Regions from separate parts of the Callithrix jacchus genome. Here region 2 is linked to region 1. A link is a contact called in public Hi-C data. All regions are on one chromosome and are shown on one strand. Each heading gives the region's core, a stretch centred on a gene start, on an enhancer-like site or on the middle of the called end of the contact. The rest is flanking DNA. Distances are from core to core; before and after follow the strand shown. Region 1 overlaps WIPF3 (WAS/WASL interacting protein family member 3). Region 2 overlaps LOC144578229.

Region 1 (5,884 bases), core at 1,639-4,138:
ACCCCACTGCGTGGCTGATTTATTGCAAAACACCTCCCGATAAATCTTCCCCAAACAACATCAGTCCCTCTTCTGAGTCATAATGTACAGTGGCTCTGTCTGGCTCAAATACACCTTTTCCATGAAGTATGTTCTGAAAACTCTGGTGAATATTTCTTTCATTTACCTGATTTTTCCCAAATAATGATGACAACAACAACAACAGTATCCTATAATTACAAACGTTTGCAGCTTATAAGTCCGTCCCTAGATATGGTGACATGTGAGTCTCCCAACAACCCTGAGGGGGAAGTGTCAGTTCCCTCATTTTTCACCACATAAGCCCAGTGACCCTGTATGCCAGGCATTCAGTCTGTTTTTGTTTGACTTTCTTGTTCTATTAAGCGCAACCATTCTGGTCTAAGTTCTTTACAAAGACAGACTCAGGCTTCTGCTCTTTAGGGGACAAATATCTATAATAAAGAAACAATAAACAAGCAATATCTAAATAAATAAATAAATGGCAAATAGAAGGTTGTATAAACTATTATGCTAACAGGTCACAATGAAGAGAAAACAAAGGAAAGGAGGCAGAAAGGCAGGACTAAGACTGTCCAGTACCCCTGCCACCACCCCCTTTCCCTGTTATTTAAGAAAAATCTGTCTTGTAAAGTTACATTTCGTTTCCTAGGAAAATGTTTGTTACATCCATATGTTCATGGACAAAAGGTCAAATATAAGCAAATATAGCAAATGAGTGCTCCCACACCATAATTTGCAAGAAAAGTATCAACTCTTCCATTCCTCCCAGAATCACCAGACTGAGGGTACTGCTCTCACACAACAAATATTCACTGAAAATCTGCTATGGGACAGGGTAGGGGGAAACCCAGACACTTCCATATATTACTTCCACAGTGCAGCTCAGGAATGAGCTGAAACACCCAGAATCTACTCAGTCTAACTCTGGGCCTTGCTGGCATTTATGCAGCATAGATAACTCCTTTAAGAATGAGCCAGTTGGAAACCTCAGGCCTGTGTTTCCAACTGGCTGCTGAACATCTTCATGTAAAGATCCCACTAGCACCTTAGTCTCAACACATCCAAAACCAAACTCATAATCTCTGCTCCTTCATCCCTCCCCACCACACGCAAACACACTCCTGTGCACCTCTTGTGATATGGAGCTCAGCAATATCTTCCAAGTCAACCAGACTTGACACCAACAATTCCCTGTATCAATAATTTGTCAATTTTCCCACCCACCAACTCTGCCTCCAAAGGTATCTCTGAGTCCTACCATCCTTTCTAGTTCTCCTACAACTTCTTGTGTTCACACTCTCTTCACTTCTCACCCATACCACTTAAACCACGGCTCCACTCCTAGCGATGGGAGTAGGTCATCCTCCGGGGGTTATCATAGTCTGTGTTGCCATAAAGGAATACCCGAGGTTGGGTAATTTATGAAGAAAAGAGAGGTTTATTTGGCTCACAGTCCTGCAGGCTGTGCAAGAAGCATGGGGCTAGCATCTGCTTCTGGTGGGGCCTTCAGGCTGATTCCACTCATGGTGGAAGGCAAAATGGAGCCAGCATGTCCAGATCACATGGTAAGAGAGGAAGGAAGAGAGACAGGGGCAGGCATCAGGCTCTTCTTAACAACTAGCTCTGCAGGGGACTAATGCAGCGAAAACTAACTCATGGGGCGCTGTCCCCATGACCCAACCACCTACTGTTAGGCCTCACCTCCAACACTGGGGATCACATTTCAAAATGAGGTTTGAGGAGACAAGTATCCAAACTACAGTACGTATATAGGTGGAAGTGGGAAGTTTGAGAGTCATGGATTAAAGGGTCTCCTAATGGGACTCTTCCTTTGAAAACTTTTCCTCACAAACTTTCAGATTGTTTCTCCAATTTGCTTCTCTAGATATAGATCAGACCTCCACAAACTTAGGTCAAAATTCACTAGGCATGGAGTTTAAGGCCTTCCAGAATCTGACCACAGTCCATGTTTCTACCCACCCACACACTATGGATGCCAACCACACATGCCTAGTTCTCCATTCCCTGTCCTGTCCACACACTTGGTGTCTCAAGGCCAATTCTCAGGCATTCCCTCTACCTGACACGGCTTTCACCTACTCTGTTCATTGAAATCACACTCAGCTTCCAAGGCCCAGCTTTGAAAGCTCTCTGAGGGAGCCCTAAATTAATCCTCGTTGACATTAACTAGTCCTTTCTGTGCATTTCCACTCTTGTAAACTTATGTAAAATAGCCATACATTTTATCAGTTTAATCCAGACAAGCAGATATCAGCTGGGGCTTCCCAAGCCCTTGACATCTAGAGGAACCTGGCTCAGACCTTCAGGTTCCTCTAGAACCTGACGCCCTCAGGAAGTACAACGCCTCCCAAAGACTTCTGCAATTTCAGGGGAGTTTGTGTCTCAGGGTCACATTTGCTTCCAGGTTCCTACTTTCATACATCCTGTCTCTGCTCTATTCCTCATGCTCTTAGAAATGCAGACCAAAACCTTCTGGGATAATCCCCACACCAAAACAAAACAAAACAAAAAGAAACCACAAAACATTCACATAAAGCATTCCTGATGAGAACTGTGATGTTATTGAAATGTGGGTGGAGAACAGAAAGGCTCTCCCTCCCAAGCATCATCAACACCCTCACACTGAGCACTGGGCATCCCTGGCCCTCAAATGGCCTTTGGTCTTCCCAACATGGAATTTCACCTGGCCCAGCTCTCCTTTAGTCCTGAACCTCAAACCAGTTTTCTAGTTCTTCTCTCTCAACTCCCTGCTCAACCGTCTTCTCGCTCTGCCCAGCCTCTTATGCATGGAGTGAATTCTTCCCCTTGTTTCCTGCAGTGTGGTTTATCCATTCTTACCGCTACTTTGTTCCTGCCCTCAGGTTCCAGCCCTACTTGCATAGTTCATGAAGATATTTCCCCAAGGACACCTCCCTCCCTAGGAAGTGCCAGCTGCAGCCATCCTAGTTTCACGTCTTGACATGTATCTCTCTTCCTCAAGTAAGTTTCTTGAGGCAGGAATTATGTCTCAATCAACCCTTCCGGTACTCAGCATCATGTCTTATACATAATAAGCACTTGGAAAACTTCATTAAAATAAAATAGGTTCTTCAATGCAAAAAAAATACAGCGGGAGCTGAAAATAAAAGCAAGTATTTTTGTCATGAGAATCACAGAAGGGGCTCGCTGGTATACTTGAAGTGTGACTCATACAACATACCCTCCTTAATGACACTCTTTGTATATTAATAAAATGGGATCACCTCAGACCCTCCCTGAAAAATACAGTAGCATCTGTTTAAGTGAATGCCAGCCATTCTAAAAAGGAGCAGAAATAAATGGAAGGTCATGACAGCTGCAATGAATCAAAATAAAATGTAGGCTTTCGTTGTTCTTAGTCATCATCGGAAAGTCTTTATGACAAGTATGACAGGCAGAGAATTTTGCTTAATGGAACAGACCAACTCTGAGGAAGTGCGTTGTAACAGAAGAAGGGGTGTATTTTTAGTTCACTTCTCTCGACTGTATTTTTGTCTTGCACCTCCTAAAATTAGGCCTGCTGATTGAGGCCATATGTAATGAGAGTGGCGTGGGCTGATGCAGCCATTGCTCTGAACTTAAGATATATCCCCATATACTGTCCTTTTGTGCTGATGGGCCTCTGCCTCCCTGGTGAAGTTAACCCACACCCTACAGAAGAGGCTAGAGCCTTGCTGGGAGTGGGGTGAGGGGAGAAGCCATTTAAAGACCACGAAGCATCTGGAAGTCACAAGACTCTTTGAGGAATAGAATATCAATGTACTTTAACAAACATCATCAACTGCCTTTGATGTGTCAGCTACTATTCTGATCTCTAGTATATTCCATTTCACTTTAAGAACGAAAAATACTTGTACTGTCAGAAAATCTGGCTATGTAATATGAGAAAATATGGCTATGTAATGATTGCAAAACACTTACCATAAAAAATTAATACATAAGTATTTTAAAGAAATCACATTAAAATGCCAATAATCTCTGGTATTCAGTCTGTTTATTTTGAGTAACAATAGGTTCATGCTGCAACAACTATGGAAAGGAGGGTTTTAAAGATGATGAATCTTTAAAAAATACAGAATGTAAGTCTTGATGTGCACAGTGGGAGAGGCTGTGCGTGTGTGGGGGCAGTGGGTGTGCGGGAACTCTCTGTACTCTCTGCTCAGTTTTGCTCTGAACCTAAAACTGCTCTAAAAAAGTCCATTTAAAAATTAAATCATATATACACACAGAGACATATTCAATGTTTACACAGGATAGTTTAAAGAAAATCATACTGTTAAAGCTCCACAGTCATCATCGTCCCTGGGCAAAGTCACTGGGTAGGAGGTGGGAGAATGTGGAAACCCTAGGTAACACCAATGGCCAATAGCAGCTGGGCCACAGGAAGCGGAGCTCTGAAAAGTGTGTCTTCTCCTTGAATTAGCAGACACATGCACTGAGCTTTCTGGTTTACTTTGTCAAAAAATAAATCAGACATCTTATAAACCAGAAAAAATAATCTGTAGTAGCCGAGTACTACACAAAGGGTTTGGGAAAACTTTGCAGGAGGAGAATTTTTTAAATCACTGTCCCAACTTTTTGTGGGATGAGTTGGGGCATAATGAAGTAAAAATCAAGAAAAATAAATTAATAGATTTATATTTTCCAAAAAGAATTGGGGACATGTTGCCATGATTCTTCTTAAGAGAAACAACTTAGTTTATCTTCTGAAATGCCAGATTACGGGGGAGCAAAGTTGAACTGCTCTATGTCACAGGTTGAGGGTGAGGAGAGGTGAGGGAGGTGGTTAGGGTGCAAGGTTAGGAAGGTGTGTGAGTGCCCAGGGAGGGCCCCAGCACTGCCTGCTCTGTGCTGGTGAGGAGGACAGCCATTTTAACTCGATCCCTTAATCACCAAGGTCTCTTATCACTCAATTTCCCCTCAGACTACATTCTTTGCTACAATGAATATATATTACTTGTTTATCTCTTCATATGTTTCATCTGAGGGCAGAGACAAATAAGGCTCCACTGATTTGAGTCTTCCGCAGCTTAGCATAGTGATTTGCAAAAAAAAAAAAACAGACATGGGAGTAACTTGTGTCTATTGACTGGTGGATTTTAAGCTTTGCTAATAAAATGACAAGAATGAAAAACTATTTATTCCTTAAGATTTCTGTGTTGCCCAGAAGGTTCTTCCATGACATGTATTCTACCTCACCAACCTTCTGTCTAAGGGTAGGATCCCATTTTCTATTACGAGCCATTGATCTGACAAGGTAAAATAAATATAAACCAATACATAAGAATGGTAATAAAGATGCAAGTTCAGTTTTTAAAGAGGTAACTAGGAAGTTTTGTTTGGTTTTTGTTTTGAGACAGGGTCTGATTCTGTTGCCCTGGCAATAGACTTCTGCTTTAGACTCCTGTGCAGCTGGGACAACAGACATGCCACCATGCTCAGCTAATTTTTTTTTTGGTACAGATGAGATTCATTTTGTTGCTCAGGCTATTCTTGAACTCCTGGACTAAGCAATCCTCCAGCCTTGGCCTCCCAAAGTGCTGGGATTACAGGTGTGAGACACTGTGCCTGGCCTGAAGTTTTTCATTTCTCAGAATTTTAAAGTAAGAAGGAAACTTATTAAATATGACCAGTGTTTAGGGGGAAATACCAAAGTTTTAAAGGATAGATTAGGCAGATATACAATAGGGGACAGAATGCAAAAGCATGAACAAATGAAAAAGATATGTATAAACACTCCTGTATGCATGAATGAAGGTGGAAGGTGTGTGGGGTGGGGTAGATTTACAATGTAAAAAGACAGATTAGCAAAGCCTGTGAGGGA
Region 2 (5,884 bases), core at 1,619-4,118, 110 kb after region 1:
TTGGCAAAGTTTTCCTTGGCATTTCCCCAAATTTATCAAGAATGACCTTTATTAGCAGCCAGACTCTATTACTTATTATCAACATTTAAATCATTAGACCGGTGTTTCCTAAAGAACATTCCAGGAATTACTAGTTCTTAAAGATAATTATTATTGGCCAGGCACAGTGGCTCACACCTGTAATCCCAGCACTTTGGGAGCTCACAGCGGGTAGATGATTTGACTCCAGGAGTCGGAGACCAGCCAGACCAACATGGCAAAAACCTGTCTCTACTAAAATTACAAAAAGTAGCTGGGCATGGTGGCATGCATCTGTAGTCCCAGCTACTCGGGAGACTGAGGAGGGAGAATCACTTGAACCTGGGAGGTGGAGGTTGCAATGAGCTAAGACTGCACCACTGCACTCCAGCCTGGGCAACAGAGCAAGACTCTGTCTCAAAAATATGTATATATTATTTAAAAAAGGGTTTCAAGGTAAAAGAAGTTCAAGAAATACTGTCTTAAGCACGACTTTACAGCTGTATTGATTCCAGGACCTCCCAATGTGCTGCCGTGCAATGCAAGTATCTAAGCATGAGCTATAGAATGCAGTCTGAGGACTCCGCTTTCCAGAAACATAGTGAACCAGCAGCCTGAAAAGAAAATTCTCTTCACAAAACACGCAGAAACTCTGGACAAAATACAGAATTTTATATACATAGTTGAGCAGAATTAGGGGAATTGCCATGGGAAAAAACAAAGAAGAAAAAACTGGACCAGTAAGCTAGTTAGCTTCTGCCTGGCTAGTGGCAGGCAGGCAGGTTAAATAGGTCTAATCTTTCTGATTTGCATGCCACATTTTTCAGGAAGAGGATTATAATAATAAACTACGTATGTGTAGTGCTTTTAAAATTTACAAAGTATATATCGCTAACATTAAGAAAGTGGCAACCAGGACATAAGTTTACCTGGAATGGAGATGTCCTGCTCCTGCCCCCTCACACGATGTTATTTATGCATGCAAAACACCTTGTAGATGGTACAGGAGAAGAATAAACATCCACTGGTTTTACCAGGCCAGCATTTGTTTCTTCTTCCTTCTTTTAAAACCTCTCAGTTTTGCCTTGGGGAGCTGTCCTGTTGAATAGAGTGTTGTTACAATGCTCAATCATAGTGCTGAGGGGCAGTCACAGCAGCCAAGCAGAACCTCTTACCATGGATTTCAATCTTGGGAGCAGGATCTCAAAGTGGGGAAAGGCAACATCTCGAAGCTTTTGCATCCTTGATTCTTATGGGCACCTTTGTTCTTATCTTTTCTGAGGCTACTGCATTTCATTGGATTCTGCAATCCAATCCATATGTTTTCATTAGTTTTATTTGCCTAGCTTAGCCAGAGTTTGTTTCTGTTGCTTGCAACCAAAACTCCCCAACAAGTTAGAGTTTTTCTATACACATGTAGATGGTGATTATTATACATTGATGTGAACCACTGAATTTTTTCCTATTTGTCTTACATTTTACAGAATGGTAGTATGTGAAGAACTTCTCTCAGGGTCAGGATTAGGGTAAGTTGGGATGGTGTCTAGGGTGCAAAACTGAAGGAGGTGTGCACCCTCAGATTCTTGCAAGAGCAGAAGAGGTACTTAGGGTCAGTTTTTCTTAAGGGCCTGAGAGAAGCACTTACCTCTGCATTAAAGTGAGCTGATTCTACCATGCATGCCTTATGAGCAAATAAAAGAAGGTTTTGAAACCCCCCATGAAGAATCCTTACCTTCATCGCTTGTTCAGAGATTGCCCCTTGGAGAAGGAGGAACAGACATCATTCCAAAGAGATTTTTGATACGAGGATCTTGGGAATTTCTTTGTAAAGTTTCATCTATTCATTGAGAATGGCTTTAAGTGGAGTAGTTCTCAACTCTGGCCACCCAGTAGAGTCATCCAAAGAAATCTTATAAAACATCCATTGCTTTGGTCCCGCCCTCCAGTAAATTGAATCCCTGTGGTCTGGGGAGGACCCGGTGGGTCAGCTCCCCAGGTGATGGTCTCACTTGCAGATGGCGTTGAGAACCAGTGCCGTGAGTGTACTGCATCGTCTGCATTCCCTGGAAGCTCTGAACTAGGTCCCTAGCAGAAGCCTAGAGCCATAGGGTCAGGGCAGCTGAAGAGTTACTTCCATATCATGGGATAGAATTAAAAATAAAATTCTTCTCTTGCTAGAGGTATGACTTGAGCTAATTACTTAGTTTTCTTTTCTGTACAATAAGGATAATGATGTTACCAAAACTGACAGTATTGGCTGGGATGGTGGCTCATGCCTATTCCAATTTTTGGAGGCCAAGGTGGGAAAACAGCTTGAGGTTATGAGTTTGAAACCAGCCTGGACAACATAGTGAGACTCCATCTCTATAAAAAGTAAAAAAGTTAGCCATGTGTGGTGGCACATGCTTGTCGTCCCAGCTACTTGGGAGGCTAATGTGGGAGGATCACTTGAACCTGTAAGGTAGAGGCTACAGTGAGCCACTGCATTCTATCCTGAGTGACAGAGTGAGGCCCTGCCTCAAAAAAAAAAACAAAGCAAAAACCTTTCAGAGACCCAGTCCCAAAAAGCAAGCAAGCAAACAAATGAAACCAAAACCTTACAGTGTTGTTGTAGGGATTGAGGGGACACATGCAAAGCACTTAGTTGAGAGCCCAGCATGCTAAAAAATGCTAGCCTTCAATTTCATCACAGGTACCCCTATGGCTAAGTTAGGCTAGGTACCTAGTCCCCGGCAAGACACAGAGGTTCTCATGTACTTCTGGCCACTTATGAAGTCAAGGGTATTCCTTTAAGCAGGCACCCTTGAGACGTACAGAACTTTGTGGCTTCAGACCCTGAGAGTGCACTGTTTCCCAGTAGGTACAAAGGCTTTCCCTGGGGTGGCTTCTCCAAAAGTAGAGCAGCTTCTGATCTGGGAATCTGGCACAGTTCCAGCCACCCAGCTCTGTAGAACTGAGGAAGTGAGGGCCAGTGGGGCTACTTTTGCTTCTTTCTAGCTGCTCCTTGGTCTGGGGGGCAGCCTTCCTCCCTTGGTTTCACTTTACTAATTTTGGTCTCTAAGGCCAGCACTGAAACTCCAAAGGATACTGATGCAGGTTGCCCTCTCTAACCTCTGTTGGAAATTTTGCATGGGGGAAGGGAGCTGGGGAAGTCATGGAAATTCATGGGGGTGCTAGACCCACACATACCTGCCTATGGGCTGAGTAGATTGGCAATGACAATGGTGACAGCCGACATTTACTGAGTACATGCTATATTCCAGGTGCTGCGTCTCCATTTCTCAGATGAAGAATCTATATCTCAGGGCCTCATCCAAAGCCATACAGCTAATAAGCAGTAGAGTTGGAATCTAAGTCCAGGGAATTTTACTCTAGAACTCACGCTATTAACCGCAGTGCTTCCTTGGCTTGTAGTTCTAAGGCACATGCTATAATCATTTTTTTTTTTTTGAGATGGTGTCTCCCTCTGTAACCCAGGCTGGAGTGCAGTGGCGCGATCTCAGCTCACTGCAACCTCCGTCTCCTAGTTTCAAGCAATCCTCCTGCCTCAGCCTCCCAAGTAGCTTGGATTACAGGGGTGTGCCACCGTGCCTGGCTAATTTTTTTTTGGGTTTTTAGTAGAGACGGGGTTTCGCCATGTTGCCCAGCCTGGTCTGGAGCTCCTGACTTCAGGTGATCTGCCCACCTCAGCCTCCCAAAGTGCTGGGATTACAGGTGTAGCCAGCTCGCCCTGCCTATAACCATTCTTTTTTAGGGAGGTGTGGTATATGGTGCTACCCTGGATCTGTAGTCAGAATTTGAAGAGGGGAAAACACACCAGTATAGTTCTTTGGTATTTGCTTGTGAAGAAAACACCATGCATTATGCTAGGTAGTGGTGACTGAAGAGAGAGCTGGGAGGGGCATAGGCAGCAAGGTCCCTGCTTAAAGGCAGTTATCTAGTTTGGAGGAACTTAGCTGGATAGTCAGTTCTTACATGCATTTGGCAAGCACTTATCATACACTGTAAAGAGGCAATGTGTCTAGCTTGTTAGAGGGTGGGCTCTGGTGGTAGACTCCTGGCTTTGAACCCCAACTTCCCTGCCATTATCAGATGACACTGGAGAAGTTGCAAAACCTATTCCTGTCTCAGATTCCTCCCCAGTAAATGTGGGATATTAATAGTACCTCCTTTGGCTTGATACGAAAATTCAATGAGTTGATATATGCAGAACGTCTTAGAACAGCGACTAGCGTAGAGTAAATCTTCAGGAATTGTAAACTGTGATTATACTATGATTTTGGCACGAAAGCCACATAGTGATGACTAAGATAGTGCCTGACCTAAGGAAGCTCAGAGTCTAGTACTGGAGACAGGCAAACAAATATTTGTGAACTGCATGGTGTGAGAGAGGTGTGACAGGTGGGCGGGGAGCCTGCAGCAGGCATGTCTGACCCATACTAGGTGTGTATGGTGCAGCGAAGTCAGCCTAGGCTTTCTAGGGGCACTGCTGTCTGAGTTGGGTCTTGCAAGACAGGGAGCTAGTCAGGGAGAGCTGCAGCGATCCAGCTGGGGACTGAGCAGGAGCTGAAAGCAAGCAGCTCACATCTGTAGGGTTTTCAGATTTAGCAATGAAAAGTACAGGATGCCCTACTAAATGTGAATTTCAGATAAAACAATGAATAACTTTTAAGAATAAGTGTGTGTCATACAATATTTTTAGCATAAGTATGTCCCAAATATTGTATAACCACACAAATTATTCGTTGTTTATCTGAAATTCAAATTTCACTGGACATCCTGTGAAAAATCTGGCAGTTTTATCTGTCCACATCTAAGAAGATGCAATGTGTTTCAGAGTAGCTGAAGTGATGCAGGGAGGAAAGGTAGAGTGGGAGGGATGGGGCTGAGAGGCATGCAAGAGCTGGTTCATAGAAGACCTATGCTATGCTATGCTATGCTATGCTATGCTATGCTATGCTATGCTATGCTATGCTATGCTATGCTATGCTATGCTATGCTATGCTATGCTGTGCTAAGGGATTTGGATTTTATCCTGAAATTAATCATGAGCCCTTGGAGAGCTTTAACCACAGGGACATGAAACCACAGGGACAGCAGTGTTAGTTGTGTTGTCAGGCACGATGAAAGGAATGTCAGTTTCTATGGCTGAATAGCAAATTACTCCAAATTTAGAGTCTTAAACAGTAGACATTTATTATCTCATAGTTTCTGTGGCTCAGAAATCCAGGGGCAGCCTAGCTAGGTGGCTCTGGCTGAGGTTTCTCATGAGGTTGTAGATAAGATGTGAGCAGAGTGGCAGTCATCTAAAGGATGTACTGGAGCTATAGAATTTGCTTCTAAAGTGGCACACTCTAATGCTTGGGAAGGCACTGCTGGCTGTCAGCAGAACTCAGTTCCTTGCTACAGGGACCCACCATAGGACAACTTGAGCATCCTCACAACATGACAACTGGCTTAGTGATCCAAGAGAGAGCAAAGTGACCTTAACTTTGGAAGTCACATGCCATCTTGTCATTCCCATATAACCCAGTGCTAACACAGGTCAGCCCAACTCAATGCAGGAAGGCCCTGCACGAGGATGTATATCCAAGAAGGTGGGGATCATGGAGCCATCTTGGAGGCTGGTTATCTGGGGTGGGAGGCTTACATGGTGATGATGCCTGTGACCTTGGAAATGGAGGAGAATGTTGGAGGAGAATGATGGGCACAGGGAAGAGTGAAGAAAGGCTGGGAGGAATAGAGATGTGGGAGAGGAGTGGGGGGGCAAAGAAAAAAGAAAGGGGGAAGGAGTGTTGGAACACATTGTAGTCTGTCTGTAGCAGAGGGCATCACCCAAGCCATTCCGGGAAGAACTAGATCCACT

The links. A called contact is a pair of places that touch in the nucleus more often than the background predicts.
Region 2: a Hi-C map of skeletal muscle shows a contact between it and region 1, with 5 times the contacts expected there. The contact joins two enhancer-like sites.

What each region holds. Positions count from the first base shown.
Region 1 is chr11:28,336,768-28,342,651 of calJac240_pri, forward strand. The region is part of intron 2 of WIPF3 (WAS/WASL interacting protein family member 3); the gene reads right to left. It overlaps LOC103794748 (a long non-coding RNA gene), which reads left to right. Exons shown (of 3, transcript XR_013523905.1): 3 at 2,904-3,038. Among named protein-coding and RNA genes, the nearest start is that of WIPF3, 59 kb to the right of the region's middle. Within about 2 kb of position 2,889, at least 1 of the 16 cell types and tissues checked has an H3K27ac peak or open chromatin away from gene starts, as enhancers often do. A contact at or near this core is called in skeletal muscle, where this site is marked.
Region 2 is chr11:28,447,388-28,453,271 of calJac240_pri, forward strand. The region is part of intron 8 of LOC144578229; the gene reads left to right. All of the region lies in intron 1 of LOC144578230 (thymosin beta-4-like), which reads right to left. Among named protein-coding and RNA genes, the nearest start is that of WIPF3, 52 kb to the left of the region's middle. Within about 2 kb of position 2,869, at least 1 of the 16 cell types and tissues checked has an H3K27ac peak or open chromatin away from gene starts, as enhancers often do. A contact at or near this core is called in skeletal muscle, where this site is marked.